4 separate regions of the Mus musculus genome follow, and all the other regions are linked to region 1. Evidence: chromatin contacts called from public promoter capture Hi-C data. All regions are on one chromosome and are shown on one strand. Each heading gives the region's core, a stretch centred on a gene start, on an enhancer-like site or on the middle of the called end of the contact. The rest is flanking DNA. Distances are from core to core; before and after follow the strand shown.

The links. Promoter capture Hi-C pulls out the DNA fragments that hold promoters and counts their contacts.
Region 2: a promoter capture Hi-C map of liver shows a contact between it and region 1, with 5 times the contacts expected there. The contact joins the promoter of Dnhd1 here to the promoter of Olfml1 in region 1. A contact is called at or near these places in 3 of 39 promoter capture datasets (liver and pre-B cells).
Region 3: a promoter capture Hi-C map of liver shows a contact between it and region 1, with 4 times the contacts expected there. The contact joins the promoter of Ilk here to the promoter of Olfml1 in region 1. A contact is called at or near these places in 5 of 39 promoter capture datasets (cranial neural crest, frontonasal cranial neural crest, liver and 1 more).
Region 4: a contact with region 1 is called in a promoter capture Hi-C map of cranial neural crest. The contact joins the promoter of Tub here to the promoter of Olfml1 in region 1. A contact is called at or near these places in 3 of 39 promoter capture datasets (the 3T3-L1 cell line, cranial neural crest and frontonasal cranial neural crest).

Annotation. Positions count from the first base shown.
Region 1 is chr7:107,563,568-107,571,567 of GRCm38.p6, forward strand. Olfml1 (olfactomedin-like 1) reads left to right here and starts at 3,866. Exons shown (of 3, transcript NM_172907.3): 1 at 3,866-4,327; 2 at 7,470-7,758. The coding sequence starts at 4,199.
Region 2 is chr7:105,647,396-105,655,395 of GRCm38.p6, forward strand. Dnhd1 (dynein heavy chain domain 1) reads left to right here and starts at 3,381. Exons shown (of 44, transcript NM_001370803.1): 1 at 3,381-3,546; 2 at 3,677-3,876; 3 at 4,107-4,911. The coding sequence starts at 3,813. It also overlaps a transcript of Timm10b not described here.
Region 3 is chr7:105,731,403-105,739,402 of GRCm38.p6, forward strand. It overlaps Ilk (integrin linked kinase), which reads left to right and starts at 5,188. Exons shown (of 13, transcript NM_001161724.1): 1 at 5,188-5,314; 2 at 5,699-5,835. The coding sequence starts at 5,747. Rrp8 (ribosomal RNA processing 8, methyltransferase, homolog (yeast)) reads right to left here and starts at 5,182. Exons shown (of 7, transcript NM_025897.2): 1 at 4,896-5,182; 2 at 3,288-3,654; 3 at 2,598-3,051; 4 at 2,366-2,495; 5 at 2,130-2,236; 6 at 1,950-2,046; 7 at 328-1,741. The coding sequence starts at 4,994. The coding sequence ends at 1,622.
Region 4 is chr7:109,006,675-109,014,674 of GRCm38.p6, forward strand. It overlaps Tub (tubby bipartite transcription factor), which reads left to right and starts at 4,206. Exons shown (of 12, transcript NM_021885.4): 1 at 4,206-4,464. The coding sequence starts at 4,427.

The DNA of each region.
Region 1 (8,000 bases), core at 2,616-5,115:
TGTATTCTAGAACAGATGAAAAAGGATGCTATTCTTCCGGGGGCTGGGGGAGTAGGTGATAGAAAGATGAGCAGGAATTTGTTGTTACAATGGAAGAAAATATTCTAGGTTGTACATCCCTCCACCCGCTAATTCAAGCATAGAAACCACCACATTGTTAAATTTCGTTGTGAACTTTGGACAGTCAGATGTGGCTCCTGTGGAGGATGAATGGGGGCAGTGGTAAAAGCTGAAGTAAGAAAGGTTGGCCAAGGTCATGTTGTAAAGAGCTTCTTTCATTTTGCCATAAATCAGTCAATGCTTTATCTAGAGATGAACACAGGGAATTAGAGGCGGCTGCAATCACTCATGCAGGAAACAAGGCAATTACTTGTAAGAGGCTGAAAGATTGGAGCAAGACATTAAGGCAATAGCTATTAGGTGGGGGTGGGTAACAGGAGTGGTGAATGACAGATAAATGGATAAAGGCTGGGGAAAAGAAAAAGGAATCAAAACAGAGAGACAAGAAAGCAGAAAGACCCTACTCACATCTACATCAAGAATCCCTGTCTCCCTATGGGGTTCTGTTGAGCTTGTTCTGGCCCCACTCCCTCGGTCAGGGAGGTTCTCCTCTTTACAGACTTTTTCAGAGTTGTCCAGCATCTCTCTGTGGGGTTCTGTTGAGTTTGTTCTGACCCTCCATGATCAGGAAGATTTTCTCAGACTTTCTCGGAGTTGTGCAGTATCTCTCAGCACCATGGAGGATGCTGGGAGCTAGGACAGCTCTAGACATCAAGTGATCAGTTAATTAACATGAAGAAAATGTAACAGAAGGAGCCAGTAATAATGAAGTTGGCTACCTGATCAGTCACTTAGGGAAGGCACTTAAAGTGGAGCTCACAGATCTAGGACTACTGACCTGGATCCATCCACACTGAGGAAACAGCAGTGTGTCTCTAAGAGTTGGAGTGTTTCCTGTAAGGATACTGAATCAGGAAAGCCAAGGAGCTTGGTATTTATAGAGGAACATGGAGGGTCACAGTACTTGCTTACTATCCTTATTCATAATAAGCTTAGAGTGATAGCCAAGCCCGGAGGTTAGATGTGAAGAAAACACTAGACAAGGTGAATGACTTTCTGTGCTGTCTTCCCATCCTCTTGAACACAGCAACCACTCAGTAGGATTACTGTGAGCAAAACTAGACACAGCAAGCCGGTATGTGTCAGTCAAAGTTGCGACAGTCTCCAGGGTAAGCTTACTTTTTCTTTATGACCTCTCTTGTCACACACACACACACACACACGCACACGCACACGCACACGCACACGCACACACACACACACACACACACACACCAGGAATCTGTCCTCTGTCTCACTTGTTCTAATGTTTAGAGGGGCTTGCATAGGATTTTATATCTCTGTTTGGGATTTGAAGGAATTAAAATCTCTAGAATAGAACAGTTATGGCCAGTCAGAAGTTAAGCTTTTCCCTGGGAACCTGATGACTACAGAGAGAGGCAGGGGCCTGAGTCACTAACAGGCAGAGACAGGAGTCCCTTCCAAGTGTGGGTCAGTCAGGCTGGAGTCCACACCTTCAAAAAGCAGGAGTGACAGTAAGGCAAGAGTGATCCTGAGAACTTGGAAACAGCTGAGGTTTAAGCAAGGAGATACCTCTTCACTAACTGCTTGGGGGCGGGGGAGGGGGGTCTTTAGGCTTCACTGTGTACACGTGCTTGCTTGGTAAAAAATAATAATAATAATAATGCACATATATTATAGGAAGACCAGAGGAGGGGTATGCACTGTCATACACAGTGTTGATTGTGATATACCAAGGACTTCCTCCTCTGAATCTTTTCCGTCTTAACTCAAAATCCCATGGGTAGGATTTAAGGCATTTGTGGAAGAAAAGACACTTTGGGGAGAGCATTCCCTCTTTGATAAGAAGACTGAGTCAGATAGATTTTTTTTTTTAATTGATGCTGGAGATGGAACCAGGCAGTGGGCTTGCTAATTTACTGCTGATCTGAGTCCTCAGAATTTTTTAAATAACCCATCAACTTCAATATGTGCTGTCCATATAGCTCTAGATCTAGGGCTATCCACTGGAGCATGATGGACTGACAAGGAGCCAGAGCCTTAGAGAAAACTGACTCTCTTCACCTAAGATGCCATCAGCTGTCCATGGCTCCTCAGTTAGGGGTGGGAGTTCACAAACCTCTTCCTATTCCATGCTGGAAGATGACTGACTTGATCTTGTGCAGATCTTGTGCAGGCAACCATGCCTTCTGTGAATTAATGTGTGCAGAAGTCCTATCATCTCCAAAAGATGCTGTTTTTCTCTAGTCCTCTTCAAAATCTGGCTTTTATAATCTTCCTGTTCCCTCTTTCCTGATGGTACTTGAGCCTTGGGGCAAGGCTGTGACATACATGTCCCACTTGTAGCTTAGTTTGCTACAGTCATTGATTTCTTGGTAGTTTGCTCACTTGTGAGCTTCTGTGTTAACCACCATCTCTTGGGAGAGAGATTTCTCTGATACTAAGGACTGCACTAATATGTGGGAAGAAAGACACAGATGTCCGAGGCAGTTTGGTTTTGGTTTTGTTTTGTTTTTAAATAAGGATGTAAGAGAAGTTAGCTAAAGTTCAGGCAGTTTTGGAAGGAGTTCAAAGATGGTTCTCTGAAACAAGAGCAATTGTTCTTAACAATAAGGAGATGGTGCTTGGAACATTACCAAGGATATAGGGAAGAACCAGTTAGCGACCAAAATCATATCAAAGAAGAGGAGAGAGGAACATCTATTAAGAACTAGGATATTCAAGAGCTACCAATAAGAAATGTTCAGATTTTAGATTTCAGCTACTTGTGTATGGATCAAATGCAAACTCAGGTCTTCTACCTCCCGACCAGGGCTCTTTCCATATTCCATAAATGCTCCAATTTCCCCTATTTTAAAAAGTGATTCATTAACAATGCAAAATAAAACAGAACAGAAGATGGAGGTGGGGTCCTGGGCCTGCCTATGGAAAAAGAGGTAAAGGTGGGGAGGCACTAGCACAGGAAACATAAACATGGAAGGTTTTATGGCTTTGCTCCAGCAACGGGATTTCTCTTTAGCTGGCCTGAGGGTCTGGTTTCCAGGCTGCTGCTAATGGGAATTCTGACACTGATGATGGGAAACTCGAGGACTTTCTCACAGTGGGATTACATTTCCTGATGACTCAGTGTCCCAAAAACCACTGTGTCAATCATTCATTCTCATCCTAAAAATTTTCTTCTGGGCCAGGAGAGATGGCTCAGTGGTTAGAAGCACCTGCTGCTCTTGCAGAGGACTGGAGTTCAGTTCCCAGGAATCATATCAGAGAGATTGTAACTCTGGACCCAGGAATCTCTGAGGCCACGTTCTGGCCACTGTGGGCCCCATATTTTCATGCATACATGTGTACATGAATTAAAAAATAAATCTAAAGAAAAAGGAAAAAAATTTTTTTCTTCTAAGTTCAATCCTGACAATTCTCAGCTGTTGGTCTGGGTAGCCAGGCCTGTGCCCACTGTACCCCTCTGCCCACAGAGCAATGCTGCCCTGTACACTTTTCTGAGATGGCATAGATCAGCATTCACATTTCCTTGCTATGCCTTTAAGAGCTACGAGAATGCAAGAAACAGAGGTGGGGTCTCCTAACAGAACTTCTTGGAAAAAGATCCTAGGAATTTCTGCCAGAAACTGAACTGAAATTCCAACACTGAGACCTTGGGGGGTGGCCTGTGTTGAGCTAGGCCTGCGATTGGACTGCACAGTCTATTAAGGAGGAGGGAACCAAAAGTAAAAGAGTTGGGGGAGGGGAGAGGAGAAAAGACCTCCCCTCCCCTTCCCCAACCCGTACACTCTGAACCTGGAAGCTGTAAGTAGCCATTAGCCTGGAGAGGGTCTGTGCATGGCCAAGCTGAGGGCAGCAGACACTGGACCCCCGGAGCTCTCTGCAACCAAGTGAACACGTAAGGCCTGCAGAGACTGGCTTGCCAACAGCTGGACTTGATCACCAGCTTGAAACTGAGATCATGCACCGGGTAGAATAACAAGCGGACTTTGTTCTCTCTGGCTATGCAAAGCGTTGTTTTCCAAGGAATTGCCACAGCAGCAGACAGAAAACCAGAGATCACCACCCGGACCCCTGAGTCGTTTTAGAGAACCAGAGTTCCTGGGAAGTGTGCAGGATGGTGGTGGCCCTTCAAGAAGCTTCTGCTTCCCTGGTTCTCTTCCTTGCAGCATTTCTGCCCCCACCACAACATGCCCAGGACCCAGCCATGGTACACTACATCTACCAGCGCTTCCAAGTCCTCGAGGTAGGTGACCTGTCTTCCCTTCACAGGGAGTATGCCTCTTGGAAGTCACTCTGCTGTGCCCCCACTTTGCTGTCAACTAGGGTGCATGTCTTCCTGATACAGAATGAATCACTGCTAAGATGACATTTACAGATGTGCATAGCCTAGCAGCTCAGATGCCACCTCCATTGCAGGCCGCTTGTACTTTCCCCTGGCAGTTTTTCTAACCTATAAAATGGACATAGTGATAGAATTTAGGTTCAAATGATACTCTGCAGATTTAATAAAGAGATTTCAAATTAGGGATGTTTTATTTGGGTCATTAATCCATACTCAGAACATAGCCTAACTCACTGAGTAAATTCTCAGGTTGTTGAACATTCAAAACCAAATAGTTCAGTCTTCAATGTATGAATTAGAACTCTAGTCATGTTTTCTTCATCTTTTACTATATAGGGATGCTAAGTGATTCCAGCTTTTCTCTTTTCCTTTTTATGATAAACTGTTAAGTGAATATAAGACAATGTGGTGTTACATATGGAGGCTCACCATAGATTTTTGCTTTTTATTCCTAACTGGACTTGGGTTTGGAAATGAGATTTCCCAGCAATGTTAAACAGAGTGAGAGCATTTGAGGTAGAACTTTGTTAGAACAGTCAAAAACCCAGGGTCGGGAACATGACTCAATTGGTAAGAACTAGCCTAGCGTGCAGGAGCCTGGGGTTCAAGGCTCATCACTGCAGAAACCAGGTATGTTTTATGATATCAGCTGTAACAGCAGTACTCAGGGAGTGGAGGCAGGAGGATCAGGGGCTTCAGAGTCATCTTTGGCTAAACAGGAAGTTTGAAGCCAGTTTAGACTAAGTGGGACTCTATACCAAAGCAAAACAACAAGTGAACAAAATTCAATATTTTTATAGGCCAGTCAGGTTTTTAGGAATAAATTTAATCTTCTACTTTGCAATGCTTTGCTCTTATGCAAGTTGAATTGGCATATTATGCATCTTCTGTCTATGACTGTCTTATCTCAAATATTTATTTTCTATATTTTCCTGAAAAAAAATCTGTAAGCCCAAATGATGGGGCCATCTATCTATAGTTTCAGTAAAATAAGGGCATGGAACGAACAATCCAAAGGTGGTTTTTCATACTGTCCATCCAGCAGGTGGAGGCCTGGAATCTGTAGATAAGGCACTCCCAGGCCCTGGGCCTCATACAGCACTTCTTGCTCCCTTCCTGGACATGCTGCCAACCTCACCTGCCTAAAATGCCAAAACTGTGCTCGGGCTTTGGCAGCAGCTAAACTCGTGTGCATTACCCCGTGGTCCTGCCAGAGGGTGTCTGCAGACAAACTGCCTTGCAGCATTTCTGCCCCCTGTAGCTCTGTAGCTGTGTAGATATGTTTGATCTGTAGAAGATAAAGATAGGTCCTTCTTTGACCATTAGGTTCTGGCTGGTGGTGAAGAGACAAATCCCAGGCAGCAGCATTTCTGGCCAGTGCAGAGGCTTGACAACACACGGATACAGGGCCTGTCTGCAAGGCGAATGTGGGGGAGCAAGAAAGGGGAAATAGAGACTTGTGAATTATTAATATCCATTGTCTCTCCATCTCTCTGTCTCTGTCTCTGTCTTCTCAACTACTTTTCCTGTCTCTATCTCTTTCTCTTTCAAGAGAAAAGGCTCTGCATGATTATGAGTAAAAGGTTTTCTGTTTGTGAGGAAGGTTTTAGTCAATGTTGCCAAGTGAGCTTTAACTATTAACACTGACCCAGCAGTCCCATTTCCGTTCACTAATTCTTCCGTTCACCAAATATTCTTTGACTATTACTCTATCCTTAGCTCTGTGCCAGATGTGAGGGACTGGAACTCACTTCTGGAAATATAGTGAAATATATAGATGTGAGGGACTGAAACTCACTTCTGGAAATAATATGAAATAACATCGAGTGAAAAAATTTGAAAACTAAATGGACATTGAAAGTTGTTTAATGGAACAAATAATGGGATTTCAATGCAGTGAGAAGCTACATCTTATTAAAATTATGTTACATACAGATAAATAACATGTACATACACACACTAGAATGTTGTTCAACCTTTAAAATGAAGCTTACACACGACACTGTAAAGGAACTTGCAGGATCTTATGCTAAGTGAAATAAGCAAGCCCCTACAAGACAAACACTGAATGGATGATTTTACTATACATTTAATCTGAAAATAACAAACTCATAAAAATAGAGAAATAGGAGGAATGAGGAGATATTTATCAGAGAATACAAAAGTTTAATTAGAGTAAGTTCTGAAGATAGGCCAATGGCTCAGTTAGAAAAGTATGCTACCCAAGTGTAGGAACCTGAGTTCAGATCCCCAGCATCTACATCAAAGAAAGGTGTGGAGATGCCCATCTGTAGGCCTGGTGCCATAGAGACAGGTACAGGCAGTTCTCTGGGGCTTACTGGCCAGGCAGTCTACACAGCCAGTGAGCTTCAGATTCAATGAGAGACAATGCCTCAAAGCATAAGAGGTTGGAACGAACGATTGTAAAAGATACCTGGTATTGCTTTGTGCCTCTTCATGTGCACCTGCATAGGCAGAGACCCAGACACACACACACAAGGCACACACACACAAGGCACACACACACACACACACACCCATATACACACACCCATATACACACACTCCTCACACGAAAGAAAATGTTCAAGAAATCCATTGTTCCTATAGATAATAACAATATTCTGCATATCTAGAAATTAAGAGAATAGATTTTTTATATCCTCAAAAGTAAATATGCAAATTACAAAATATATAAAAATGCAAAATACATATGTTAACTTGCTTGATTTAGCCATTTCACATCAAAATATCATATGTATAACAATTGTATAGTAGTTGTTAATTAACTACTATAGTCAGCACAAAAATTAGTGTGTGCTATGATATAATAATATATTACTATAATTATAAAATGATAATGGTATTTAAATATTTACAATAATTAGCAAGTTAAAATAAACAGATATTTAGAAAATCTCCTCTTGATTATTTATACTTATTTACTAATCTTTTTCTAGGGATGATAACTATTAGTAGTACTTGAATCATTTAAATAATTATAGTAATTTGGTAACTCTGGTGATTTCTTTTCTATTTGAAGCAAGGGCTGGAAAAATGTGCCCAAACAACAAGGGCATATATTCAAGACTTCCAGGAATTCTCAAAAAACATATCCATCATGCTGGGGAGGTGTCAGACCCACACAAGTGAATATAAGAGTGCAGTGGAAAACCTTGCCCTAAGAGTGGAGCGTGCCCAGCAGGAGATCGACTACCTGCAGTACCTGCGAGAAGCTGACTTCTGCATTGAATCTGAGGAGAAGACACTGGCTGAAAAGTTGCTTCAAGAAGAAGCAGAAGAAAAGAAGATCCGAACCCTGTTGAACACAAGTAAGGAATTCTTCTCCCATCCCTTTAGGGCCTGTCCCATCTAGAGAGATGCAGACTGGGGATATCCCTGTGTGTATGGGCAGGAGAAGCTTAGCAGGGGTCGGGTGTCCCAGCAGAATCCAACTTCAAGGAAGTAGCTTTCCTTTCTCTGGTAGTTTCTAAAGATCCTAGGAAAGGCTAGGTCTACGGTATAAGAGGCAGCTTGGGGGTCCTCTCCTGATAGACTTTGGTTTAATAGAGCC
Region 2 (8,000 bases), core at 2,131-4,630, 1.9 Mb before region 1:
ATACATTAAATGAATACATCTTTTTTAAAAGAATGCTGGGCTGAAGAGATGGCTCACAGGTTAAGAGCACTGACTGCTCTTTAGAAAGTCCTGAGTTCAAATCCTGGCAACCACATGGTGGCTCACACCATCTGTAATGAGATCTGGCACCCTCTTCTGGAATTTCTGAAGACAGCTACAGTGTGCCTACATATAGTAAATAAATACAAATCTTCAAAAAATAAAAAATATATTAAAAAAAGAATGCTAAAATAGAAGAAATGTATGTTGCCATGGAAAATTCATTGAGTCCAAATTTACTTGTTTATGAGAACAAGATTCTACCTTAAGTAATTTATTTTGCATTTGTGTGTGAGTGTGTGTGTAAGCACACATGTGGTGTCCTTAGAAGCCAGATCCCCTGGTGCTGAAGTTATGTGAAGATGTAAACTAGTGTGGGTGGTAGGACTCCAATTCTGATCCTCTGAAAGAAAGGCAAGTGTCGCTCACTGCCGAGCCATCTCGCTAATCTCCTGAAGAAGTGACTTAAACAGTTTTAGTTATATTTATATTAATTTTGTGTGCATATATATATATATATATATATATATATATATATATATATATATATATATATATATATATATATACACATACACACACACATACATACATACATGGACACAGGTCAAAATTCTGCTTCAAGATGCAGCACTAACTTCCACATGTGTGAAACAAATTCAACCCCCTTCTCCCTTACACATACACACAGAGACACACACATCTCTCTGGAGAACCCCGCCTTTTTTTTTTTTTTTTTTTTTTTTTTCAGGAGATGAGTTTGTGGTCAGCCTGGTTGGTCTACAGAGTGTTGAGTTCTAGGACAGCCAGAGCTATTACACAGAGAAACTCAGTCTCAAAGAAACAGGTGCCAATGTTATTATTTGAGAATAAAGAATGCCCATTTATTTTTGCCTGTCTGGAAAACTGTTGTGTCAAAGCCTAAACTTCTTGACCTTCTGCAACCTGTGGATTTCCCCACAAAAAGAGTTGGTTGGTTACCTATGTTCTTACTCATTCCACACTGAACCCTGTTATGTCTCACTCATGTCAATTATATCAAGAGTCTATTTTTGTGAGACTAAATATTTTATACACATAACATCATTTAATCTCATAATTGTCCTAGAAGTAGCCACTATTTTCATTTTCAAAACTATAAGCCAAGTGGCAAAATCAAGATTTTAATTTAGGCAATCTGATCCCAGAACCAGTCTTACCAATTAATATTGTTATCCATTGATACATTTTCCCCATATTTTACAATCATCTATTCATAGTACTTAGCACCAAGGACTGGAGATAGAGTAAGAGGCAATAAGAACAATTAGAATCTCTGCCACTATGGAGTTTGTATGTTTTTGTTTTTGTTGTTGCTGTTATGATTCTGTTTATTATTTTCTTTTTTATTAGATATTTTCATTATTTACATTTCAAATGTTATCCCCTTTCCTGGTTTCTCCTCCAAAAACTCCCTATCCCCTTCCCCCTCTCCCTGCTCACCAATCAATCTACCCACTCCCATCTCCTGGCACTGGCGGACCAAGGGCCTCTCCTCCCATTGATGACCGACAAGGCCATCTGCTACATATGTGGCTGGAGCCATGGTCCCTCCATGTGCACTCTTTGGTTGGTGGTCAGTCCCTGGGAGCTCTGTGGGTAATGGTTGGTTCATATTGTTGTTCCTCCTATGGGGCTGCAAACCTCTTCAGCTTCTTGGGTCCTTTCTCTAGTTCCTCCATTGGGGACCCTGTGCTTAGTCCAGTGGTTGACTGAGAACATCCACCTCTGTATTTGTCAGGCACTGGTAGAGCCTCTCAGGAGACAGCTATATTAGGTTCCTGTCAGCAAGCACTTGTTGGCATCCACAATAATGTCTGGGTTTGATGACTATATGGGATGGATCCCCTGTTGGGTCATTCTCTGCTCCACAGTTTGTCTCTGTAACTCCAGGAGCTTACATTTTTTATCAGGGTAAATGGATAAGCAAATATGAGATAGCAATCAAAGTATGGGGTAAAATTAGTTTGGGGAAAAGAGGGTCTGGACCTGGGAGAGTGCTGACTTCTGGGAAATTAAAGGATTCACTATAAGGGGATGCATGCCTGAGCAGAAACTTGAAATAAAAATTTGAGAACAATGTGGAGAAAAGTGCTCACTCTTGTATACAATCCTTCCACCAGTGAGATGAACCATCAAGGTTATACCTTCTAATCTTTCCCAAACAGCCCCAGCAAGGGACCAAACATTCAGATATATGAACCTATGGGGTCATTCTCATTCAAACCACCACAACCTTTGCAAAAAAAAGATTAGATGTGAAAGTTTTATTTTTGCCTAGGTCAGGGCAAGTGAAGGAGTGACACAGGCAACTTCCAGGTTGTGCCCTTCATAAAGAGGTGTGATTTCTTCTCTTCTTCATCTCACTAGTTGTAATGGGCCTAGGCAGAGGAGGTGATGAACTAACTCTCTTGGATCCTGAAAGCAAAGACTATTTGCTTAGCCTTAGAGAAAGCAGAACACTCTAACCATGGTCCTGGGAATACTCAAGCTTGAATGTGACTCAAGTGAGAGCAAACACTAAACTTCTAGTTGGACACATACATATAATTCTTTCCTTCAGGAGGTTGAGGCAGGGGAGTCATGACTTCAAGGACAGCTTTCATTTCTAGACTGGAGACTAAACCCAGGGCTTTGAGCATATGAGGCAAGTGTTGGACCACTGAGCTATGCCTCTCACCTGTGAGATCTGTATCTCAGACTTAAAACTTGAAATATATGAAATCAAACACCCTACTCCCCCCTCCCCCAAGTCTACTCTTTTTACTGTCTGGCCTATCAAAATTTCCACTGATTAGAATAAAATCTATAACAGAGGTAGGTTGCTTTCTTCCTTTCTCTCTTTCTTTCTTTCTTTCTTTCTTTCTTTCTTTCTTTCTTTCTTTCTTTCTTTCTTTCTTTCTTTCATAACTAAACCACTCACTACTAGATGTGTAGCTTGTTGAGAGAGATACAAGATGTTTGTCTTACTCGGGTTTCTTGTTGGGACTTGAGGTGGGACAGTTGGATATGCTGTCAAGGGAGGGGAGGGAAAAATCAGTGAGCGAGTGAGTCCCTAGGATTACACTTGCTTCCTACGACCACGCCCCTAATGCTGTTAGTGCCCCCAAATCAATCTTGTCATTCAGTCTCCCGCTCAGCCAGATTCTTTTTGGGCCTTTGGGGTGTCAGGTTAAAAGCAGTATGCTAGTGTGGCCTGGGTCCCGGTCCCGCCCCCAGGCCCCTCCCACATGCCTGTTGAACTCTCCTTCTAGCTCCGATTTGAGGCTCGGGCCTCCAGGATTCTGTAACGGTTCTAACAGCTGGGAGCAGGTGGTGCAGCTGAGTCCTCTGCTCTGGCTCTGGGATCTGCTACCCTTGCCCTCAGTGGCTCAGCTCTTCCAGTGCCTAGGGAGGCCCCTCCCACTGGCGCACCGGGAGCTGTCTTCTGCCACGTCTTTCCGCTAGGTGTCCTAAACTGCTTCCCTACCCAGTAGCCGGCTTTGCACTCTGGACCTTCTCAGTCTGTGGTAAAGGCTTCAGGGGACGGGAGCTTTGCTGCCTTTGAGTGACAACCCTTTTGTGTTTCCTTTTCAAGGTGGTTGCCAGCCTCCACTCTGAAGTTTTCCTCATGTGAACACAGTTTTTCCAAAGATTTTGCAAGCGTGTATCGGTCTCTGTGTTAAGTGACTGGAACTGAGTCTAAGTTCATTCACGACAGGGAGCGCTCCGCAATGAAACCTCATTCACAGACCAGTCCCCCTTCCCTTCCCATGCCTTCTACATCCTGCAGGCCAGGTGAGACGAGGCCTTGGAGGGTGGGAAGGAGCTCCTGGGCAGGGAGGGCTCCCTCTTGGACTTGTGCTAGTCCTTGACAGTGAGTGGCTCAGTAAGGGCCCTCTACTGGTCTTCCTATGCTCTGCAACTCTATATCCACCTTGCTGTCCTAACCCTACTGGCACAGCCCAGAGCCAGAACTTCTACATGTCCCTCCCTCCCTCCCCCCCCCCCCCCGCTGGGTCCCACAGGTCAGACCCAGAAGCCAAAAGCCTGGAATTGGCATTTGGACCCCGAGCTGTGGGCAAGATCTGTTCGACAGCAATTGAATACCTGCCTCCACTTTATTCTGGAAGAGAAGAAAAACCCATGGTTTTATACCCTTCAGTCTGGGCTCGTTGGATGTAGCTGCAGCGGACAAGAACACTCTTGGGACTGTCAAATGAAACAGGAGGATCTCAAGGCAGTGGTTGAATCAGAGCAGCGGACACTGCTGAAGCTGCTGCTGTCTGAGCTTCAGTCTCTGTTCTCAGCTGTGATGCAGGATGGCAGTTGTGAAGCTTGGCGCTATCTGCATGCAGTACTGGGCCTGTTGCCTCCATACCGTGAGATGCTAGCTGGTCAACTCGAGTTGCTGCCCTTCCTGGAGCAGCTGTACTGCTGGGCACCCAAGGTCCAAGCCCGGCTAGAGCTGGACCTGCTAGATGCCATAGACAAGGCCTTTCCCCCAGACAGTTCTTTGTTACATAGTTCTTCCCATGTTGACTGTGGTCTATGGATGAAGAGGTTTCATCGAGGGCCTCCATGCTCAGCATGCCCTTTTGTGAAGGCCCAGTGGGACCGGCAACAAAAAAAGGAATTGGCCACGTGGCTCCGACCATTGACACTGCCTGAGCTACAGCACTGTCTGGGCATTGTTGGTGCTGAGGTGGCCCTAGAAGAGACCCCATGGCTGGACAGCCTTAGTCTTTTGCCCTTGGCACTGGCTACAGACATCCCTGTACAGTATGAAAGCAGTGATACTGAGCAGGCAGAAGGCGAACCTGCTGGGAGAAAGTGAGTGGCATGGTTTGGGGCTTTAAGTAGAAGAGATAAAATGAATTAGTTTAGGTGCCTGCAGGGCTACTGGCTTCTTGAGCCAGCTCCTCATGGCTCTTCAGGATTAGCCCACCTCTAAAGTGAGCTGGACTAGGCTGCACCTTTTTCACTTGCAAAAACAAAGCTAATGTCTCAATGCTAATCTATAGGGAAACACTGAAATCAATAGCAGCCATTAGGAAGCCAAAACTTGACCTTGTAGTTTCCAGTCTTCTCAGACGGTGCCAGAAGCTTCTTTGGGGTTCATATTCTTGGTCATTTATATTTGCCAAAACATACTTTGGGGCATATATTGTGCTGGTCCTAGGAACTCTATATGGGGTCTTTGGTTACTCTAGGGAGTGCTTGCCTGGGTGGTCTTCCTCCACAGGTCTATGTGAACTATTCCAGGTCTAAAGCAAAGCACTGCCTCTATGTCAACTTCATGATCTGACAGTAAGGGTGGCCCCTTGAGTAATGATCTATTCCTTCCAGTCCCCCAATCTGGCTTCCAAAATCCTAGGATTTCAGAATGCCTAGAAGATCCCTTCTAGGAGTTCTTTTAGTATAGGAACTTCTTCCTAGCTCTGGCCTGCTTTTCCCTTTTTATGTCACTTGTCTATGATATATTCACTCTCTAGGCAGAAAAAAGCTAACTTTGCATGTAATCAAACATGACTTACTTGCTCATTTTTTGCTCTTAAATTTACGGTGGGCTCAATTTGTGACTTTTTCGTGACCTCTCAGATCCCTAATGGTGGGCAAGTGGGCAGGCTCCTGGAACTATGAAGGAAGGTGTCAAATGTCAACAATTTGGCTTCAATCTTCTCAGCCAAGCTTCCCTCCTGCCCCTAGCATGGGCCCAAGTCTAACTAACTCTTGGAAGACCTTAACAGAAATGGCTCTGGGCTGATATATCAGGAAGGAATCAAGTACTCATACCTGTATGAACTTGGCAGTCATCCTCTGAGGTCTAGGTAATACAGTTTACTCTTCTCCAGGACTGTCTTCCTAGGTTTTGGTTCATTTAATAACTTAATTGCTACTTGGATGTATCCAGATGCTGGGAATGTAAAAAAATTAGCCAAATAGATTTAGTTCTTTCCTATGAAATCAGTCTTACAGTTTTGTAAGGGAGATATTAGAACAAGTAAGGTATAATTAACAAATTGTAGTAAGTAGTATAAAACAAAAGGCTGTTGGCTATTGCCTGTGTACTCTTAGTGGGATGGGATTGGGAAGGGAAGGGGCTGGAACAGTAGGAGTAGAAAATTTGGATAGACATTAGATTAGTAAAGTGGGTTAGGAGGTGAAAGTGTGTCAGTGGGGCAGCAGTTAGTTGTATTACATGCTAGTGTGCATTTGGAAATGAATGGAAGACAGTGGAAGCACCATTTCATTCTTCATCAATACCTGCTTGAAAGAGAGAAAGACACTAGAATCAGAGTTTGAAGTAATTCTGGCATCTGGATGAGACTCTTGTTAAAGAAGAGGGATATTTTCAGCCTTTAAGACACAGAACCTGAGATGTAGGTACTCTGTGTTAAAGTATCTTTTATTCTCCTGTTGTAATTGTTGTCTGGAAGGCTCACTGCCTCTGTCTGCTAATTACACCTAGTCTTGGGAGCTTCTAAGTCTCCATACAATCTTATCTAGGCCTAAAATGTTTTCAGCCTCCGAGACTTGGTGCTGAATAAACTCACTCTTTCTAGTTCTTAATGAGCTCTGACTGGCTGGTTCAATTCAAGTGTACTAGCTCCAACTCTTCTCCAAGCTGACTGATTCATTCTTTCCTCTCTGGGCTTCTCCTAAATTGCTCTGCTTGGCCTCAAACGAGCGTTGGCAATGTGTTCTAATTGTCCAGCTGCTTCTCATTCTCTGGCTCGTTCTGTCTTCACCTGTGTCGTGATTGTTATCCCTCTGCAACCTGCCTCTGTTCCACTGTCCTGACAAAACTGCCTCCTTCCTCTTCCTCTGCACTCTGAAGCAGCTTCCCTTTCCTCTCTCTTCTCATGAGAATTGGGCATATTTTATTCTGTCAAATCTTTCTCTGATCTGTCACTTTGCTGCTCAATTAGACATCACTCTAAGACATGTGTACTTTACCTTCATTGTTTGGAATTAAAGGTATATGTATACTAAGGGCGTATCTCTGTTCCAGCCAGAATGATTAAAGATATGTGCAAAGGGTTAAGCCACACCACAACTAAGAACAGGTTTTTCTACACAATCTTGGGGTTCATGGTGTCATCAAAGGGTTGAGCCACACCACAACTAGAAACCGTTTGGTTTTTTTTTTCAGTAAATGGCACAATCTTGGGGTTCAGTGTAATCAAATATCCTATAACACATCTGTATTTGTAGACTAAAGGAATCACCAGGTTATAGTAAGAGGAAAATATATGGAGCACAATAAGGAATATAGCATACACATGAGAAAGTGGCCTTGCAGAAAATAAAGGGCACAGTCTCCTCTAGACTGGGAAGACAGTGTGGGAAAAGGCAACTGAAACTAAGGAGTTAGTTCAGAGCTGAGAGGCTCAGTTTGTTCAGGCAAAGGAGGAAGGATGGGATGAGACTGGGGATAGGCAGGGCTGAGCATGCAGCTAGGGGTAGCAGCTTAGGGAGTTGGGAACAATAGTTGTTTGTACCGTGATATCAAACAGAATGAGCCCAGAATTGAGACTGGAGACTCGGGATCGTTCAGGAACCAATAGCTCTAGTTTTGTGACTATGTGACCTCACTACTAAGAAAATACATTTTTCCTTTTTGTCATGCTAGGAATCAATCCTGAGCCCCCATGCATGCTAAGCAACTGCTATACTACTGAGCCAAATTTTTAGTCCTATTTGTACTTTGTATTTTGAGATAGGGTTTTACTAAGTTGGTTGTGCTAGCCTAGAACTTAATGTTATCTTATGATCATGGATATAGCAGTTAATAGGACTTGGTCAAGTATCAAAACCTATAAGCTGGTACAATAATGCCTTCCTATTACTTTATACAATGTTATATAACATTGACTGCAGTAATCACAACCAGTCTAGTAGAACCATTTATCAGAAAG
Region 3 (8,000 bases), core at 3,938-6,437, 1.8 Mb before region 1:
AGTTTACTGACTGTTTCTCTTTTACACTCCTCACTGCACATACAAGGAAAAAAGTCAACAAACTCTGAAAACTAAATACGGCTTGAGAAGTCTGCAGTGAAACCAACAAATCATTCACAACACAGTTGTATGCTAAGAAACCGTTTGCAGACAGTATGTTGGGAATATAGATGCTTCTGGGGAGGGGGCTTATGAATCTGCAAAGCTATTTGGGAAGATGAGTATACTTTGGTAGTGAAATGCATGTTCAGCAGCAATAGCACATGCAGAGATATTGTATGGAACTGACTAAGGTTGGTCTCAGTTCAGACTCCAAACATGCCTTCTGGCCTTTTTCAAAATCTTTATTCCTTTAGGCCTGGAGGCATCTAACTGGTTCAAAATCCCGAGACCTATTTGCTCCTAGAGGAAACTCCTAGGTCTTATTCTTAGGAAGTCGTAAACAAGCCTATATGCCTGGTTTCAAGGCAGACGCCTCCTGAATGAGCTCAGTGTGTCAACCTAGCTCACCTTCCCTCAGCACTACGCCAAGAACTTGTATATTCAGTACCTGTAGTTTTCCTAGGACACACAGACTGTGCCAATAAGCAGCCCAATCAGTTTCTGCTGTTGAACAGATTCCAGCTTCTGTATTACCCCCTTCCAAGGAAAGCTTCAAACACGTTAAGTCTCTAAAGAGCAAATAAGCCCGTTTACATGCCTATATCAAACTCCCCCAGTCTTTCTCGGTCACATCTACATTACTTATTGCTCAACCGTTAAGGCAGTAGGGGTGATCAGACACAGTGAGATCAACGACACACATAGCCATAGCTGGTTTATTCAGCACCTCTTACTAGTCCCAGCTCTAGCTGTAGCTTTCCTCAGTGAACCCATTTAACATACTGTAAGACAAGAAGGTTACATTTTTCAAATGAGAAATAGAATATTCAGAAAGTAAATGATTTCTTCAGCTAAATATGGTGGCCCATGCCTGTGTTCCCAATAATCAGGAGGCTGAGGCAGGAGGATTGCCATTTGTTTTGTTTGAGGTCAGCTTGGACTAGTGTGAGATACTGTCTCAAAACAACAACAACAACAACAACAATAGCAACACAGAAAAAAATTAGATGATTCCCAGCTCCAAGAAACAAAGAAATTAAATAACTCCCAGCCCCAAGTGGCAAACTAGCATTGGGACCTGCCATAAGGCAAAAACTGCCTGTCTGTAGTCTTGAAGCTGAAGGAGCAGAAACTATGGATGAGCAGAGGTGGACAATATTGGTCAGAAGACAACACAGCGGAGAGCCCACGTGCCTTCTGAGAGATGAAGAGAAAGCAAACCCAGAGATCCATCAGTTCTCAGCCGACTAGTTTCCACAATACTGAAGTGACCCACAATTATTAGACACATCCATGCCCTCACAATAAACACCTCATTCTTGAGCCTGCCCAAGTAATTTTATGCTTTCTGTATCCAAGAAGGCTCCATTAGAGTAGAGCTGAGCTGGAGGCTTTACCACAGTGTTCTTGGTACAGAAGGAGGGTGGTACCAGATCCTGGCTCATAGCCTGGGTAGATACAGTCTTCAGAGTTCTGAGACTGGAGTCTGAGCTCTCCCCTTCCAATGGGTGTCCATCGGTCACCTGCGCTTGTAGAGACAGGGCTGAAGTTTAAGGCCTGAGAGTTGGGCTTTGGGTCCTACTCGAGGAGGTCCGGTCTTTTCAAAGTCAAACAAGAAGAAGTGGCTGTTGGTCAGGTCCTAGAAGCAGAGAATACCAATGAGCTACAAATTTTCACTCCAACCACACATCTCAGTGTTTCCCCTGCTCAGAGAGCATCTCACAGCCCCTCCCAGAGCTTTGTCTTGAAAGAGCAAAATTCCCATCTCTGGGTTTACAGCCTCCCTCCTGAACACCATTATCTGAAAGAGGTTAAGAACTGGGCAGACTTCTCGGGGACCCCCTCACCTTGTAGATAATCTTAAAGCCGAGTTTGGTCACAGCCCCCAAAAAGGTCCGAATATCCTCAAAGCGGCTGCTGACTTCAGCTACTTTGAGAAGACCCCTGGGAAAAGGAGGAAGTCATGTGTGAAGGGGTGGGCACCTGTATGCACATCAAAACCATCTGTGTTCTAGGGACTCACTCACCCTGTTTTTAGCACTCGATTTGCCTCCTCAAGGAAGTCCCTGATGTTAGTTCCCATCAGTGAAAGGCAAAACACAGCCACATCTACAGATTCATCCTCCAGAGGCACCTGATGAGGAAGAATGTTCAAGAGAGCACACAGTGTCGGAAGAGGAAATTCAGCACCAAATGCTTGAACTGGATAATCGGATAGGAAGACTAGGAAGAAGGGTTAGGCCAGACACACAGAGGGGCTTACCTGGGCCATGTCACATACTGTGACCCTGGGGTCCAGAGAAGCCAAATCAAAACAGTGCACAGGGTTCCGGACACTTGAAGCTAGGCGGCAATCTCCACAGCCAAAGTCAGCTACCACTAAGGATGCAGGCCTGGGAGTGGAAGGGAGGAGAGGGCCACTTACTGGTCTGGTCAAAGTCTTGATCACCAACACCACCCCTCTCATAGTGCATAGCACCCCTCACCCCCATTACTTCTGGCGGAGATCTTTGGCAATACGGTCCACTGGGTGCAGTGGCCACTTCTTTACTTGTCTCTGGAAGCCACGGTGATAAAGGAGAAAAGCCTCAGGGTCTTCCTGGAATAGGCGTCGGGCAGCACTGCTGGGCCCTGAGTACAACTGTTCATTAAGGTAGCGAAATCGGGCCCCATCCAGGCGTTGTGTCATGCGTGCTCGCAGGGCTCCAGCTCTAGACTCTTGACTATCTGACTTTGGGACAGGAGGCACCTCAGTCTCCTCTATGGAAGCCTTGGGAGGAGCCTGCTCTGGTGTCTGGAGTGGCCGAAATTTGTTCTTGTGTCTCCGCTTATTTTTCTGCCGGTTCCGCCACTGCTTGCGGCTCAGGGTGTGTGAGGAGTTAGGTGACATAGACTCAGGGCTTGGCTTGGATGGGTCAATTGTAGCAGTACTCGTCCTGGAATTGTGAACTGCAGAGAGGGAGATGAGAAGGCATTTGAGGTTTGGTCCCCTAAATTCAGAGGCATAGCAAGTCATCCTGGCTACTCCCTTGTCCTTAAGACAGAGTCTGTAGCCTGGATAAAAGTGCCTCTTACCATCCAACCCGTGTGCGTGCGTGTGTGTTTATGTAAGAGAAAGAAAGACCTTTATCATCTATGCAGTCAGTTCACAGCCTCCCCACCCCCATATTCACACATACTGATACCTGTTTGGTCAACACTGTCCAGGGGCTGGGTTAGGTGTAAAGAGGAATATTCCTGGCATTTTCTCTTTCCTTTTTCTTCTCCAGCAGAGACCCCACCAAGAGGAGGAGCTTGTCTGTGGCATTTTCTTCTTATTTCTTTCCCCTCAGAGTCACTGATGGATGGCGCCTGTTTCTGACATTTCCCTTTTCTTTTCTTCCCTACTTCCTTTGAGACGCTGGCAAGTGAGGGCCTTTGGAGGTGTCTCTTCTTCCTTCCTACCTCCTCCTCCTCCTCAGAGTCACTGCCAGGTAGGCTGGGGGTTTGTTGGGAGAGAGATGCTGCTTCCAGAGCCCGTAATGTGGCCAAGAGATGGCGGCGCTTGCGTCCCTGGAGGCAAACAAGGGATGAGAGTGTGTGTGAGAATGGACGAGGCCTGGAGACTAAGAAAGGAGAGATGGGCTTCAGCTACTGGTCGTTCTTCCCATCCAAAGTTAACAAGTTTGCTGTGAAGTCAGCCAAGCCCAGAACATTCAGGCTGCAATCCCACCCTCTGGGAAACTGGAGGGCAGAAAGTGTTCCCATCCTACTTTTCTAAGCGTGTAAAGGATTGCCTGTTGATTTCCTTAGAGGAATGTGATAAGCACACAAACAACAGGACCAAGGCAAGACAGCAGCCATCTTTGCCTCCCACTGACAGCATTCTAGGAGCAGCAGAGGGTTTTTTGTTTGTTTGTTTTTTTTGTTTTGAAACAGGAAGGGCAGTGTCACACATGTCTATTAAAAATGTTCCTAACTGGCCAGCAGTGGTGGTACACACCTTTAATCCCAGCACTTGGGAGGCAGAGGCAAGCGGATTTCTGAGTTCGAGGCCAGACTGGTCTACAGAGTGAGTTCCAGGACAGCCAGGGCTACACAGAGAAACCCTGTCTCGAAAAAAAAAAAAAAAAAAAAAAAAGTTCCTAACTGCAGTAGAGAGAAGCTGCACACAGACAAGCAGAAATGGACTACAGAAATGAGCAGAACATCCTGGGCTAACTGAAGGTCAGGAACACCCCAAGGGGATACTGAAACCCTCATATCTGATGAGGTTCAAAGGAAAAGGCCTGCTTTCCGTGAAGCTGATTTGGGGTTCAAGTCCTGCTGCTTGTCCTCAGCTAGACCCTTACCTTGAGCCTCTTTTGAATAGTAATTCTGATAACCTCCCAGTCACTTGCCTTTACTCTAATATACTTTCTACACTGCCACTAAAAATCCTCTAAAAATCCTTTCAAGACTACGGATTCAGCTCAGTAATAAATGCTTATCTACCACGCTGAAGCCCTGGAATCGATCCTCAGTATATAAAGTGATGCCAGGTGAGAGAAAACTTGGAGAAGCCACTCCACTGCTAAAACAACTCTACTGATTTCTACCCTTAGTGTACAAAAAACTTAAACTTTTCAAGCTCTGCGCTCCACGCTCCACGCTCCGAATCCCGCATTCCTATTTGGACTATCCGGATCTTCAGATCATAACTAACTCCCTCACCACCCCGATCCACGATAGCATTCAGGCTCTCCCTCTAACCAATACGACCCCCGGAGGGTAGGCTTCACCTCCTTCAAACAGCCCAGTGCAGGGCCGCTCACCTTGACTGGCGGGGCAGTCGCCGGCCTAACCTGTGCTGTCGCGGCCCCTAGGCCCACGATGGCTGGGGCCGCCTCCACCCATTCGGGCTCTTCGAACATACCACCCGTAGCCCGCAGGGCCGGAGGAGCCTACGCTCTGGCCCACGTGCAGCGCGCGTCAGGGAATCCTAGGGCTGGAGTCGGACCAAACCGGGCCGGAAGCCACCGAGTGAAATTCTGTGGTAGCTAGAGCGGCCTTCGCGGAGCAGAGCACCATAGAGCGTAGCCGCTGGCGAGCTAGAGAGGCAGTAGGAGGTCGGAAGGGAGGGACCGCGGCCCGCGCTGGCCCGAGCTGGCCGGGGCGGGCCGGGGCGGGGCCGGGCGGCGGGCGCGGCCGGACGGGAGTTCCCCCGGAGAAGGCGCCTGCGGCCCGAGTCCCGGTGAGTGTGGGTAGCTCCGCGCCCTACCCCACGCTGTCTTGCAAACCCGTCTCTGCGATCTCTGCAGCAGTTCTGAGCCGGGGCCGCCGGGCAAGGACCCCTGTCCCCTCCCCCGGGTGTTTGCAGCTTGGGTCCCTTCCCCCACCCCCAAGCCTTGCTCGAGGGCCGGGGCTCAGAGCCGGCTGACACCAACTCGGGAAACTAGCAAAGTCTACCCTACACCCCCAGACCCTCCTGCTCCTCGAGCCAAGGGGTCGTCCGCTGCCCGAAGCCCTTCATAGACAACCACTGTCCCTCTCGCGACGCTCCCCATCCCAGCACTGACACCTCTGTCCTGAGGGAACTCACACAGAGAGTCATTCTCTTGTCTCTGTTCTCCCTCAGTCCCCCGAGGCTTCCCCAGTCCCGGGGTCTCTGTGCCGGGACGCTGCTATGGACGACATTTTCACTCAGTGCCGGGAGGGCAACGCGGTGGCGGTGCGCTTGTGGCTGGACAACACAGAGAACGACCTCAATCAGGGGTGAGCTGAAGCGTTGGCGAGTGAGACGGCTACAAGTCCTCTCTCCGCTACTCGGGGTGCTCATGTCTGGCGGGGGCGGCTGACTTTGCTATCCAGTGTAAGGAGTAGTAGTAGTAAGCAAAGCCTGTTGATGGAGGAACGTCTACACAGAGGAAGCTGTCGGAGTTGGGTTTGTTTTTTTTTTTTTTTTTTTTAAACTAAGTTTCACAATCCGGTTCCCGGGAACTTTGCAGCCTCTATGAACTCATGTCAGAGGCAGACCTGAGTGCCAGAAAATTGTCTGGAATTACATGTAGCTGGAGGATGAGTTTCTGCGCCCTAGAGCGTTGGGTAGAAGTGGGAAAGGATATTAGAGGTCTAAAGTTCTGAAGCTTATGTAGTGATGAGAGTACCCATTTGTCAGGCGTCACCCTGGACGCAATTGCCTTAAAGTGATGTTTTGGATACAAGAATTGAGACAGGGTTGGGGTGAGAGCCCTAAAATCATAAGGATGAAGTAATTGAGTTGGTATGGGATGTGAAGGGGTTGTCAAAGATGACCTGGGGTTTAAAAGGAGGTTTGGGTACTTGGATACTTGGCAGTTGCTGAGGTTCCATTATGGACTGGCCACAGTTTTGGTGACACTACAGTGACTTGGAAACGCTTGGCAGGTTGTTAGTCATGCAGATTTAAAGTTCAGGAGGTCGGATTGGGAGACCAAGATGCCACAAATAGCATTTAAATGGTATCTGAAGACTCTATAATGTGGAATGTAGTACCTTAGAAGAGTAGAAAATAAAGGCAGAGGTTGAGAAGCCTGGCTGACAGGGAACAACCATCAGAATAAGAAATAAGAAATGGATTAAGATTAGAGAATGGATGTTTTAATAAAAGAAGAGTGGTTAATTGTAGGCTACTGAGAAGTTAAAGAGCATGGATGAGCATTTAAAAAGTCTCATTTCACTTACATTTAGGATGAATTTGATCTTTTGAATGCTATTGCAGAACAGTAACAGGAAAGTGCATTACAGTGGGTTCCTTCACATAAGGAACCACTTGTGGTTGCTGCTAGAGTCTTTGAATCAGACATAATCTACACGCTAGAGATGGCAGGCTTCTCAGGGAGAAAAGTGAATGGGAGGTGAGGAAACAGATACTATGAACACTTTCTGAAATACTGGCTGATAACAGAAGCAACAAGTGCAGTGTTGAGAGTTTAGTTCGTAGTTTTTGGTTTGCTTTTGGAGACAGGGTGTCATGTAATTCAGAATGGCCTCCAGCTCTCCATCCTACTGCCTCAATCTCCTGAGTGCTGGGATTCCCATTTGTTGCCACTGTATCTGACTATAAGAGTGTATTTTTTTTTTTTTTTTTTTTTTAGGTTGGGAAGGATCATCTTTGGTCCTAGGCTAGGTTTCACTAGCTTTCATTAGGCTGTATGTTATTTCTCTGCTAGATTCAAGGTTATTTGTTTCATTTTTTCCCACATAACTTGTGTGCTCTGGTAAAAACTAAGCTGTCCTGTTTTGTTGGTAAGAAAATAGAAGTTTAGGCTGTTGTCCAGTAGGAGTGGCATCTTGGAAGACTCCTTGCTGTCAAAAGGTGAAGGATATCATTAGGGAAACCAGAAAGCTATGGTGGCTTGAGGGGACAGGGCGTGGGTGCTGGAGGTGGTTAACTCCCTGAAAGCTTTCTTGAGATAGAGATCCAGGCCCTGAGGTGACCGTCCTCAAGCTTGGGCTTGCTTGGAGGCCACAGACTTCTGGAAGTTGTTCAGTCAGAACATGTGAAATCTGGGAGACAAGAGTGATAGCAAGGGATAGACTTATATCCGGGAAAAGCCTTTGCTGAGTTTAACAGATGAGGGCAAACTAGAGGAACAATTATTTAAAGCTACATACTTCCTTCAGCTGTTGGGGGATTCTAGTTGACCAAGCCAGGATCAGCTCAAGGCCCCTCCTCCAGTCCCCTCACAGGAAGTGACCACAGCACTAAAGTATCTGGAGGCTGCAGGCCTAGACCACAGACCGCCCCCTGTTCCGCCCCTCAGATCTGCATCCCTGGGCTGGAGGGAATTTCCTTTTATGGCTTCAGGCTGTCAGTTTGACCCAGCCCATCCAGTTGTTTTGTTTGTACACTTCTCTTTATAAAATATATGTCCTTAGGGGATGAAAATACAAATCAG
Region 4 (8,000 bases), core at 2,956-5,455, 1.4 Mb after region 1:
GCTCTCTGTTATCACACACTGATATCGTAGCTGTTGTATTTGCTCTTTTTAAAAATGCCTTCAGAGCTTAGAACCTTGGACACTAAGCTTGTGCGTATGTAATTATTTGCTATTGTGTTCAGCAGTGCTTTGGAAAATAGGCTGTTTTCTCTATTAGTTGTTACCCTATGTGTTTTCAAAGCCAGCCACATGCCTGCTTAGCCTCACTTTCATCATCCACAGTGGAGCTCACAGTCTTTGTGGCTCTTCAAGTGGGACTAACTCGGGGTACTGTTTGACCACTGATATGCTAGCATCTACACCACAGCTTTGAAAGCACTGGGACATGCTGGGTTGCTCGAAAGGCCACCCCACTCACAAACCAGTTCTCATTCTAAGCTCAACATAGACACTTAATATTACTAGCAGAACTGTGTCCTTATTGATACACATCCAACCCTCACCCTACTTTCTCTCTTTTCCTACTAGCAGTTTTCTGTACAATTTATTTATTAGCCTCGTTTCCTTTTAGTTATCTTGTCCCCGATTATAGCTATCTAAAGGCTACTCCCAAGCAGCTATTCTCAGCTTAGAGCCCTGTAGTAACTCCCCATTGGCTGTACGATAAAAACCCAAACACACTAGCAGACAATCTAGCTTTACCCAACCTTGCAGGCCCATCTGCTGCCACCGGGACCATTCAGCACCCTGGTTAACTCCCTGGGTTTCAAGCACACTGTGTGCACTCTTCTGTGTCTGTGACTTTGCTCATGATACCTAGTTTGGGGTAGATATAATAGCTGGTATTCATAGTCTCTTGGTAACTATTAATCTCCCCCCTTTCCTTTCCTTCCGATCTATAAAAAAAAATCTTTTTCACTCTTCAAGGCCCAAGTCAACCATTACCCTTTTCTATACATAGAAGATCTTCCTACTTCCAAATTCATTGACTGTCCCTCCTCTGGTCTACTCTTGCAAGCACTCAGTTACTGCTATAGTCATCATTTTTCCCTGTTTATACTGCCAGAGTGAAAATTTCCTGAGAGCGGTCTTGCCCCTTATCCCTGCCACAGCCACCAACCCCTGCATCAGCCTTACACCTGGTAATGTCTAGTAGACATCTGATTGATTTGAATTGCTTTTGCCAGACTGCAGGATCACAATGCCAAGCCACAAGGCAGAGTTCAGCCTGTGCACATATTCATTTATTATTCATACCCCTTTGCTTCCACAGTTGAAAGAGGTGGCCTCGTTTCATAAACTGTTGAACTAAGCATAGATGATGTAGGACTCTACATGGCAGGTCTTCTTATCTGGGGGAATGGATCTTGCTGAGGAGAGCTGGCACTGGGGTCCTCAAGCTTAGGTGGCACACCCCCTTACAGACTGACTCCAGTTTGTCTTTTTAAAAAATGCCTACAGTATAACAAGAATTTAAAATACCAGCAAATACCCCATGCTAACGGTATTTAGACCAGTGGTGAGGAAGGCATCTCGGGCTTACTGCGTAAAAGGGTTTAAGTAGAGATGACCTTGTTCCTGGGGATAAATTTGAAAAGCTTATGACCTTCTTCAAAGTCACTTATATAACTCAACTGTAAGAATGTATAATGTTTAGTCGGCAGTCAACTATAATGTTCTGTATATGGCTTTCCAGAGCATCCCTTTGATTCAGCCACTGGGGTTAACTAAAAAAGTGAGCCAGTGATGTCATCATTCAAGTGGGAAACCCTCCACGAGTTGTGAGTTGAGTGTGAACACTACAAACCCTGTAGAACATCCAGATCCTACCCTGCCACCAGTTTCTAAAAAACATATCTCACCAACATTCTTGTGCAGATCTTCTTTGTCTGTAGAGGGGCTCACAGACTCCGATGCTCGCTCTCTCTCTCTCTCTCTCTCTCTCTCTCTCTCTCTCTCTCTCTCCCTCCCTCCCTCCCTCTCCCCACCATATATACTGACTGAGTCTCCAATAGCTTTTCATATCTCATGTGTACATACTTAGTCATGAAACAGCAACACATTTCCCCTTTCTCTTGAATATCACACACACACACACACACACACACACAAAATATGCACTGGCCTACAAATCCTTGGCTTCCCCATAGCATACAGGTTCTTGGTCCTCCCACATCTCATGTACATACATGTTCTTGGGTACACACACACTCATCCATGCACTGGCAGGCTTCCCGGCTCTTCTGAATCCCACATGCTCACATAGCCCATGCAGAAAAAGAAGCCATGGAAAGCATCTCATTTCTGCACCTCACTCTACCTCCAGATCTTGCTCCCTTAGGACAGAGCCAGGAGTGTCTGTTTAATAGATTCAATTACTTCAGGCTCCAGAGACCTTCCAACTTAATTCTGATTGCATTAAGGTGTCAGAGAATTTGGAAAGAAAGGGGAAAAGACAGCCGCAAAGTATTGATGGGGAAGTCTTCCAGACGCTTGTCATCCTACAGAGGTAGATAGCAAATAATTATAACTTTGTCAGAGGTGGAATGGACAACAGGGAGTTTAGGGGTCAGTGCCTCTCATACACCCTTTTTTCAGGTCTTCGGCCTAAAGGACAGCAGCCTCTGGGGGAGTAGCTTTGCTGCTGTCCTCTGGCTTCCAGGGAAGGAGGGACAAACTAGCCCTCTGCTGCTCTGAAGACCAGGCAGCAGCTTTACACTGCACCCTACTCTTGGGAGATTTTCTTGGGAGGTCCAGTATGACAGTAATAGCCCTTAGGAGGTTAATAAATAACCCAAGTGAACAGGGTTTGGGGAGCTAAGATCTCACTCTAGACAGATAAGGATTTAAGAGTAAACACATGCACAGCACATGGACTACTGGGAAGCAGAGGATGGAGACTGTGGACTGGGAGTTAGTATGTGAATGCTGGCTTCACCGAGGACTACCTGTGCAGCCTTGAGCATTGTGCTTGTCTTCTCTGTGCTTCATTTCCTCTGCTGAAAAAAAAATCTATCTATCTATCTATCTATCTATCTATCTATCTATCTATCTATTTATCTATATATATATATATACAGTTCCTAGGCCAGTCGTTAATGAAGTTATTTAAATCTCACCTAACAAAGCCCCAACCCCTGATAGCTCACCAAGCAGTCCATATATCATCATTATTGTATTTGTAGTTTATGGGTCAGACAAGGCTGAGAAGCTGGAATAAGCCCCAGGGGCAGGTTCTGGCTTGGCTCCAGGGCAGTAAGATGAGACCCACCCTAAACATGGGGGTCATTACCACACTCCTCCCAGTGCTGCCAGAATATCTCTCCATGGAGGCTCTACTGCATATCCGGTGCTGCTGAGCCTAAGGTACACTTGAGGAGTGTATAGGGTCTGTGTTCATCAGTAGTCCCTTCCCTGATCCCCATTATGAGGTTCAGGCTGGCCTTCCAGCCTCCTACGTTGCTGGATACCTGGCCTCTCCCTTCTTCCATCTAGCCCTATTATGGATCTTCCATCTTTCCCTCCCCTGCCTGTTATTAAATGTAGGTCCTCTGTACAGCCATCTCAGCAGCATTCAAGGTTAGGAGGATCTTTCTTGAGATTTTGCTGCCCTCCAAAAGGGCTTTGAGAGATGAGAGACCCTGGTTCAACTTCAGCTCCAACACTTCCTTGTTCCTTGCCCTTCGGTCAAGCCATTTCTCAGACTTCATTCCCTGGGAAATAGGGATAAAATATTTGCTTGTCAAAGCTGTTGTGCCCGCTAATGCTCCAACTTTCTAAGGACCTGGAGTGCAACCGTAAACAGAACTCTTCCCTTGGTTGTGGAAACGTGGATGGGAAGCGTAAGGTCCAAAAGAATGACCCAGGCAGAGGAAACACCGTTTACTTAACTAAAGATCAGAAGGTTATGGAGGCAGGCACATGAAATGGGAAGTTGAGAAGGAAACAGGGACTCAGTCAGTACTCAGACCAGAGGCTCCCTGAGTTGAGTCCAGGGTAAATCTGAGATAGTCAAGGACTGAGGGATAGCTGAGGTCCTAGAGGGAGAAACTGAGGCTAGGTGACAGCATCCTTCCGGCAGAGAGTGGGCATCCCGCGCGGTCTGCATCCACCGGCCAGGGTGGGGTCTCCGTCGAGGCGGGGCCAGGGGCGGGGCGGCGGCTGCCACGCAGGGCTCAGCCTGGGGCGCGAGACCCGGCGCCTGCGGTGCGGACTGCCTCTCCCGCCTCAGGCGCGCTCCAGCCCGCGCGCTCCCGGTGCCCCGCGCACTCCCGCCGCCTCTCCCGAGCGCTGCACCGCGCACAGACAACCGTTCTGGGAGCCCGCGGCCGGGGCCCTGGCGTGCAGAGAGGGCCTCGGCGGGGCCCAGCGGTCGGGCCGGGGAGGATGCGGCCCGGGGCGGCCCGAGAGTTGAGCAGGGTCCCCGCGCCAGCCCCGAGCGGTCCCGGCCACCGGAGCCGCAGCCGCCGCCCCGCCCCCGGGAGACATGACTTCCAAGCCGCATTCCGACTGGATTCCTTACAGGTACGCGGGCCCGGCTTCCCCGGCTCCAGGGCATGTTCGGACCCCCATTCCAACGCTGAGGGCGGGGAGGAGGACGGGAGCGCGCAGCCAGGGCACCCACCATCCTCCGAGTCGGGATGCAGCGTCGGTCGGGGCCATCTGGCCTGGAGGCAGGGTACTGCTCCCTCAGTCTCCTTTCCAACACCGGGAGCGCGGGTTGGAGGTGCCGGGCTTTTCCATCCCAACTTTGAGGGCCTCAAAGCCACCTGCCCTTTTCCACCCTTCTCAACACCCAAAGCTTCTTAAAAGATCTCTAGCCTTGTTGAGTCGGGTGGCACATGGAGAAAGGAACTGCTGTGAGCCAGCCGCCCCCTAGGCCCAGCACCCAGGACATGCGTCTGGATAGCTTGTGCGCACACATCCCTGCATCTTCACGCTTGCACACAAACAGAGCATCTGCGCGCTGGGCCAAATATGTCCCTGCTGTTCAGTTCATATCCCCAAAGCATGGATTTGCTGAGATGGTTAGAACCCAGGCCACATGGCAGCTTACATGTACCCATATATCTCAGTAGACCTTAATTTGGGGGCTGCACAGGTGCATACATTCAAATCTGTGCGTATAGGAATACACCGTATTACCTACTCATAAGTACTATTCAGTACCTTTCAGAGATGCTTGTTAGTGGAACTAGCTCACAATTCAGAGAATTGCTCTCACACACGCTCACGTGCACTCAAGAGCATTGACCAACCTCCTGTTCCTGGATACTTGGTTGGGCAGACCTAAGAGAGACTCGGGTTTTCTTGTGTGGGTGGTGGGGGAGGGGTGGTCTCCAGCCTCACACAGGTGCAGGCCTTTCTCCATCCACTACTCAATTCTATTACCAGGGAAAAGAGCTCATTGCCATAGCAGCGCCACATCCGTGGCCACTCATTGGCTCTCTAGTTGCCATGGGCTACCGGGCTGTCTCTAAAGCCTCCTGAAGAGGCATGTGTGTAAAAAGGGAGCTGGACTGCTAAGACCCACTTTTTATTGCTGACCCAGGTGCACATTTGTTGGTTTGCAGAATCAGACACTCAGGACCCACATAGCCCATGAAGGAAAGTGATCCTGACAGAGTCCTTCCAAAGAGTCGGTCCAGACAGAACCCCAATTAGAAACCAGCTCGAACTGCCTGAAGCTTGTTAAAAGCGGGTCTTTCTACCAACAGGCACCTGTCATAGGCCTGGGAATTCAGCGATTTTTTCTCGAGAATAATTATTGCCTCTGAGCTCAGCCTCTGTGGGGGCTTTTTGAGTTATTTTCTGTCTTACCACCAACACACACAGAGACACATGTAGACAGAGAGTCATACACAGGCTCCTGCAGACATGTGAGCCCACACCTCAGTCTCACATGGATAAGGGAGAAACCTCCAATTGGGAACTGGGGCCTGAGTTGTACTAACTCAGAAGACTATGTGCCCTTGACATATATCCAGGATGAGGGTGCAGATAGTGCTGAGGCCATTCTGGTATTTTCTTGACTCATGTGCAGCCTTACAGAGTATCTCTGACCATTTGTCTGCCAGCAGAGGTGGAAGGCAGTGCCTATGGACTGAACAGACAATAGTGCTGTGGAAGTATCTTCAAGGAGATCAGTTGTTGGGTAGTGGCCAGCCACAGGCTACACTGTGACTGTGGCAATAATGCTGTGCTTAGGTTTTGCAAAATGGAAGGCTTGGCTGGTTATGGTTCAAGACTGATTCTACCAGGGACCCAAGGACTAAAGCAACTTGCAAAGCTTGTAGAGAAAAAAAAAAAAATCTACCTCAAGCTAAGAGGGTTTAGTCTGCGCCTAGGAAAAGAGACCTCTGGGAGATAGGATTATCTCTGAGAACTCTATTGCAAGTGCCCAGGGCATTGATATCCTGAAATGGGTGATTGGCACTCAACCCAGCCTAAGCCTAACCATCCCCCATTCTCCCTCCCACACTCAGCTGAAAGCACAGAATCCTGCCACCCTGGAAGCCTAGCCCTGAAGGCAGCTTGGCACCCTGTGGCCCACCCTGCTTCCTCTCTCCCTTCCTGTCACCTGCCTTCTTGTTCTGTGCAGTGGGGAGAGTGGGTATTCAGCTGGGGGTGGGCTGCCATCAGGAGGAGCCTCCTCTGCCCTGTTCAGTCTTTCTGAGCATGCGCAGAGCCTGGAAAAGCACTGGGTTTGGGAATAGACTTCCTAGTAGGGAAGACCTGTGCTGAGAGGCGATCCAAATGGCCCTTTGCATCACTAGGCTGTGGATTGCAGGCAAAGCCACAGGTCTGTCTGGTGGCAGAAAACTGGGACAGAAGACAAAGCACAGTTCTTGGCAGCTAGGCAGGGGGCAGCATGCATACACGTGCTTTGCCTAGTGTGAGGTTTTCCCTAATGCCACAGCACTTCAGACTGGAATGTGGTGTATGGGGGAGAGAGACTGACTTGTTAGCGCTTCTGAAAGGCTCTCTCTCTCTGTCTCTGTCTGTCTGTCTGTCTGTCTGTCTCTCTCTCTCTCTCTCTCTCTCTCTCTCTCTCTCTTGCATCCTGCATTCCCTTGGCTCAGCTCATTTTCCTCAAAGCAGTGATAGTTGGTGCTAATCTTCTTAGGGGTAATTTTGGCTCAGTTTCTAATGATCATGGATTAAGCTCACATTCTGACTTAAAAGGGAGCCATTCCATTTATAAAGATCAACAACTAGAGTCATTTTTTCCCATCTCCTGTTACCTGTATTCTTGAAGAGTATTAGATGCCTGTAATGTTTGACTCTGCAGCTTTTTTATAAGTTGTAGGTGGGTGGAGTTCCAAGGAAGGACTGTAGCTTCAGGCCTGTTATAGGCCTGTGCAGTTGGTGGTTGTTTATTTGCATGTGTGTGTGTGTGTGTGTGTGTGTGTGTGTGTACGCCTGTGTAAATTTATGTGTACCACATGGAAGCCCATGGAAGCAAGGAGAGGGCAAGAGGTCCCATGGAACTAGAGTTACAGGCAGGTGTAAATTTGCCATGTGGGTGCTGGGAACTGAACTCAGGTTCTCTGCAAGAGGAATAAGCACTTTTAAATGCAGAGCCTTTCCTTAACACCCATTCTCAGTGTTCTTGCCTGCAGTGCCCAGGGTTTTCTTCACCAAATCATGAACTCCTTGTGAGCAGGCACCTCATGTGACATCTAGCTGAACCTCCAGCACTACCCAGCATAGAGAAAATGCTACCTCTATAAATCAAAGTGCTGTCAAACTTCAGACAACTTTTAGGAATTCCTGGACTTCCTGGTCCCATCACAGTGAGGCCTCCTGAACCCCTGAAAGGTACAGTTCCCACCCTAGAGAATCTCAGGCTGCATGGGCTCCCCAGGCCCTTACAGTTTCTTTGTGTGTGTATGTATGTATGTATGTATGTATGTATGTATGTATTCCTGCCAAGCATCTTCCATCAGCCAGTTGTGAATGGAAAGCGCTTCCTTGTGTTGAGTCTAAGCAAGACTTTGGGTTTCCCGCCCTTTTGGATCTTGTTAGACCCCACCCCCACCCCCCACGTCCACACACAC